Regions from separate parts of the Pan troglodytes genome. Here region 1 is linked to region 2. A link is a contact called in public Hi-C data. All regions are on one chromosome and are shown on one strand. The core of a region is the stretch at or near the end of the contact, and the rest is flanking DNA. Distances in the headings are between cores, read along the strand shown. Region 1 overlaps ARID1B (AT-rich interaction domain 1B). Region 2 holds the start of ARID1B (AT-rich interaction domain 1B).

The links. A called contact is a pair of places that touch in the nucleus more often than the background predicts.
Region 1: a contact with region 2 is called in a Hi-C map of stem cell-derived neural progenitor cells, with 5 times the contacts expected there. The contact joins the enhancer-like site here to the promoter of ARID1B in region 2. A contact is called at or near these places in 1 of 7 Hi-C or Micro-C datasets (stem cell-derived neural progenitor cells) and 1 of 1 datasets of contacts at active chromatin or transcription factors (stem cell-derived excitatory neurons).

Annotation. Positions count from the first base shown.
Region 1 is chr5:169,112,645-169,115,344 of NHGRI_mPanTro3-v2.0_pri, forward strand. The region is part of intron 7 of ARID1B (AT-rich interaction domain 1B); the gene reads left to right. Among named protein-coding and RNA genes, the nearest start is that of TMEM242, 240 kb to the right of the region's middle. Within about 2 kb of position 1,282, at least 3 of the 24 cell types and tissues checked have an H3K27ac peak or open chromatin away from gene starts, as enhancers often do. A contact at or near this core is called in stem cell-derived neural progenitor cells, where this site is marked.
Region 2 is chr5:168,744,727-168,747,426 of NHGRI_mPanTro3-v2.0_pri, forward strand. It overlaps ARID1B (AT-rich interaction domain 1B), which reads left to right and starts at 1,451. Exons shown (of 19, transcript XM_016956522.4): 1 at 1,451-2,700. The coding sequence starts at 1,754. It overlaps LOC134810385 (a long non-coding RNA gene), which reads left to right and starts at 118. Exons shown (of 2, transcript XR_010158232.1): 1 at 118-205; 2 at 941-1,039.

The sequences.
Region 1 (2,700 bases), core at 32-2,531, 370 kb after region 2:
AAAGCCGGGCACATTGGCTCACGCCTGTAATCACAGCACTTTGGGAGGCCAGCGCGGGTATATTGTTTGAGGCCAGGTGTTTGAGACTAGCCCGGGCAACATGACAAAACCCTGTGTCTACTAAAAATACAAAAATTAGCCTAGCATGGTAGTACACACCTGTAAACCCAGCTACTTAGGAGGCTCAAGTGGGAGGATTGCTTAAACTCAGGAGGCAGAGGTTGCAGTGAGCTGGGGTCACGTCACTGCACTCCAGCCTGGATGACAGAGCAAGACTCTGTCTCAAAAACAACAACAATAACAACAACAACAACAACAAACACAGTATTTTGTAGTAACTGTTATAAAAATGGTAAACATCACTGGCTACAAAACAAGATAAATGCATATTTAGCCCTAATTCACAACTGCCTTTATCATAGTATGTAGCTAATTATGCATTTCTTTTTTCCACAAGGGTAAGATTTCTGATTTATGGCATTCACCTCCATTTTCTCCTCCATCATATAGGGAATAACGCAGAACCTTGCCCATAGTAGTTGTTCATAACTATTGAGTAATTGGAACTTAGAAGCAAAATTTCGTATATGAGTGGAAACATTTAGTAGTTTACAAAAAGCAGTAAGCTCTGAGTATGCATTGCAACTATCAACTTTAAATATTCTGGAGTCAGGTACAGAAATTTTTGTGATCTGCCTGAAATGATGATGGTGACTTGAATAGGGTCTAGCTTCTGCTTCCTCTCTCTGGTGCTTGAATGGAACTCCTGGTGGGTAGAAATCTGAATTCATTTGGTGACCAATTTTCCAAAGCTAGTGTGCCAAGATGAACCCACTTGAAAACTGTGGGCTCTTGGACTTGGCTGCAAGACCAGTCCAGCTGAGGTGGGCTGGCCCAGCATCTGCCGCCTTCATTGTGCTTAATGCTGGATCCATCTGTTTTCTGTCAAAGCCAGTGCCAACAAATTACTAACCTATTAGAGAAACATGGAAATAAGATTGCACTTCTCATTCCTGGCTTTTCCTCTCATATTTTGCTTGGCTTACATATTTGGTTTTTGTTTATTTTGGGAAGAAAGATACGTTATCGAGTAGTTGGGGGGGGCATGAATCATTTTTCACCCCATGCACACATTTTTAAAAGATGGGCGGGGGTGATGTTAGTGATGTTGTTATGGCCATTGATGACGATGGCAGCTGTCATTTGTTAGGCAGTGCGGTGCCTAGCGCTGTACTTGTTACTTTCAACCTCTTACTCATTATCGTAGTCACTTTACAGATGACAGAACCACAGTTCAGAGAGGTTAAACCACTTGTCACGCTGCTAGGGAGTGTCAGAACCAGTATTCACACCCAGATTCTGAAGCCTGTGCTTTATGCATTGTTGCCTCTTAAACCATTTTAAGTCTTTAGAAACTATTTTTGTCCAGGCACGTGAGTCTAATGAGGAAAGTTTCAAAGAAAAGAAAAGGGGACTTTGTTATTTCTTCTATCCGATAGAGGCTTCTGTAATTAGAACATATTTCCTTGACACGCACTTTTGAGTGCCAATTCATGGAATCAACCCAACTGATTGGAGAGAAATAGATTGGCACCCCTGGCCTAAGCGCCTTTCTAAGCACAAGTGCACACACGTGTGTCTTGGTGTGCATAGCTGTGCTCGAACGCATGCTCCCCCAGGTTGCAGATGCTTCCTGCCAGGAGACGAAGACCAGCTGCCGAACTGGGCAAAGCTATTGAAACACAGCTCCTCTCTCTTTAGTATATAACATGAGTGAGAGATGGAGGTAGGGTACAGAGTAACTTAACATCTCAGTAGTTTCTTTCCTTTGTGTTCATTAAGATACAGTCCTTGACTCCCAGTTAAACCCAGGAGGTTGGAGTGCCAGCATTTCCGCATTCCAGCTATAAGCAGAATTCTACAAACTCAGAAACCTTCTTTCTCTAATAAAACCGCATGATGGGTATAGTCTAAACGCTTGTTTTCTAAAACAAGACTAAAACGTTATTTCATTTCCTTCTAAAGCAAAGGGCACATAAGTTTTCACTGAAAAAGGTTTCTTACCAACTGAGTCATTATCCAGTGTTAGGGGAGGGTGGAAACTAGCCCTCAAGTAATGGCATGAATATATGAATTAATTACTTGTGCATTCAAACTATGAATGAGTATATTTATTTTTAATAAAAGCAAGAGCTAAGAAGGAGCACTGTATTTCACTGATCTTATCAGATCATCTGGAAGCGAAGGGGATGTGAGCTTGGGGAGGAGGAGGAGGAGGAGTCTGAATTCCTTCTCACAGGGAAAAGTCGTGAGGACTGGGACTCTCTCTGGGTAAGCGTGGGAAGAGGAAGGGCCCAGCAGCTGGCCCCTGCTCTGTGCCCACCTACCAGGGTGCACAGAAGGTGCCTTTTCCGCCGAGACTGCGTGACGGGAAAACAGACAGGGGAGCCTATGTGTGTCCCGTGGGATGGGAGATTCAGAAGCAACTTAAGAAATTTTTGTAAAGAACTTTGAAACTGATGAACAGTGGTGTTTTTTTATTTTTTATTTTAACTTGAAAACAAAGTTTTGATGGTATCTGCAAACTTCAGCTGTGCAAAAGCAGTGCCTCTTCATGCCGAAGGAGTTTGACTTTAAGGAGCTGCCAATAAAAAAGCTAATGGCGTGTGGCCCAGCGCACCCGAGGTGTCTGTGCTGTGC
Region 2 (2,700 bases), core at 201-2,700:
AATGACCCTTGGGTGTGCACCTGATTCCCTCCCCCCCACCCCAATTAGTCACCAGTTTTCCCGTCAATCCTTTTCTATTTAGTCATGTAACATATTTACACTTGGTCAAACAAATAACCACTGCTGCAGTGGAAATGAACTAAAATAGTTTTTATGGAAAGCTGAAGAATGAAATAATTTTGGAAAACTATACTCTACCAAAACCGTAAGTATTGTTTCTGCCAGGTTTTAAATGCTTTCTCTCAATGAAAACTGAGTCCACACTAGTACAAGTGGGTCATTGCCTAAGGTTAAGAAGTCTTGCTTTTTAAAATGTTACTAGGGGACAATGCACATATTGAAAACATTAATAACAATGCAAATATTAAAAACATTATAAAATGTTAATAGACACCAATTTTTAAGAGAACAAAGTATGGAACATTTCTACATTAGGACTAGAGTTGACTGTTTTATATTATTATTGAAGTTATATTTATTAAATATAATGTCTATAATATTTTAGTTTCGTTCTACATCTCTTTGAAATGAATGTATATCGAGAGGGTTAACTGTGCACACGAAGCTCTGAAACATGATGAAAGGTGTCATATAGATTTATGAAGATACGAGCTAACCCATAGCTGTCGCTGTTCTGGCACCAAGAGTTAAATTTTCATGTGAAAGTTGGCGCAGAAAACACCACTGTACATACTCCACAGAGGACATCCAAGTGCATGTAAGAAAAATGCTCCTTTGGGAATACGTGGACATATTCCTTTGGAAATACACTGACAAACCTACATACGTGTTTAAGGTGCCTTCAAAAAGAGTTATGTAAACATTCTCTTTGGGGCGGGTGCAGTCAGTCATAAGCATTTATTGAGTACCTACTGGGTACAGGCCATAGGGCTCTCTGACCGGGGCTAACCTTTATTTCAAATCTTTCCTAATTTTGCAGTTGGAAGAAGTTGTGGGAATTACGCCGATGGCCCGAAATCAAGGCAGAGGCGAACGTTCTGAAAATTACATAACTCCTGGGAGAGACCGTGCTTTTTCAGACTGCCTAAATATTTTCTTTCTCCGTCGGCTCCTTGTAACCTCTGAGGCCAATAGACAACTTTGTTTCCCAGCCCTTCTCCCTCTTTTGTCTGCTCGTCAGACTCGTTTTCCACCTTTGTATCGTTCCTTTTAGACGTGAAAACAAACATGCGAACGCCCGGTTGGCAAGGAGACAGCGGCCCGGGGGGAAAGTGCAGGTTCCGGCCGCCCCACGCCGCCGCGCTCCGAGCGGCCGCCGAGCCGCCCCGGCCCCGGCCCCAGCCTTAGCCCCAGCCCGGCTGGGTCCCGCGAGGCTGCGCCGGGGCGGGCGGCGGCGGCCCGGGGACGAGTCCAGTCCGCGTTTTGCGAGTGCGCGGGAGTAATGCGAGCGAAGTGGATAATAGTTGCTCGAGCTCGCCCGCTGCCTCTCAAGCCATGCTGGGCCCGATAGGCTCAGCTAGTCGTGTATTTACCCATATCCGGGTTAGAGAGGAAAAGAGAAAAGTTTCATTTAAACCTGAACTAAAAACTTTCACCATGAAAGCACACAGCAGGAGCAGGCCCAGAGCGTAAGGCGTGCCCGGCCCGGCGCTCCGGCGGGGCCTGCGGAGGGGGAGGGGGTCGCGGCTTCCCGGCGGGCCGCGTGGATGCGCACAGGAGGGGCCGCGGCCTGAAAAGTGGGGGTTATTGTCTCCCCCCGCCCCCCGCCCGGCCTCGCCACGCCGCGGCGATCATGGCCGCGCGGGCAGCAGCGGCGGCGGCGGCGGCGGCGCGGGCGCGGGCGCGGGCAGGCAGCGGCGAACGGCGGGCGCCCCCCGGGCCGCGGCCGGCGCCCGGAGCCCGGGACCTGGAGGCGGGGACGCGCGGCGCGGCGGCGGCGGCGGCGGCACCGGGACCCATGCTGGGGGGCGGCGGCGACGGCGGCGGCGGCCTGAACAGTGTGCACCACCACCCCCTGCTCCCCCGTCACGAACTCAACATGGCCCATAACGCGGGCGCCGCGGCCGCCGCCGGCACCCACAGCGCCAAGAGCGGCGGCTCCGAGGCGGCTCTCAAGGAGGGTGGAAGCGCCGCCGCGCTGTCCTCCTCCTCCTCCGCGGCGGCAGCGGCGGCGTCCTCTTCCTCCTCGTCGGGCCCGGGCTCGGCCATGGAGACGGGGCTGCTCCCCAACCACAAACTGAAAACCGTTGGCGAAGCCCCCGCCGCGCCGCCCCACCAGCAGCACCACCACCACCACCATGCCCACCACCACCACCACCATGCCCACCACCTCCACCACCACCACGCACTACAGCAGCAGCTAAACCAGTTCCAGCAGCAGCAGCAGCAGCAGCAGCAACAGCAGCAGCAGCAGCAGCAGCAACATCCCATTTCCAACAACAACAGCTTGGGCGGCGCGCCTCAGCCCGGCCCCGACATGGAGCAGCCGCAACATGGAGGCGCCAAGGACAGTGCCGCGGGCGGCCAGGCCGACCCCCCGGGCCCGCCGCTGCTGAGCAAGCCGGGCGACGAGGACGACGCGCCGCCCAAGATGGGGGAGCCGGCGGGCGGCCGCTACGAGCACCCGGGCCTGGGCGCCCTGGGCACGCAGCAGCCGCCGGTCGCCGTGCCCGGGGGCGGCGGCGGCCCGGCGGCCGTCCCGGAGTTTAATAATTACTATGGCAGCGCTGCCCCTGCGAG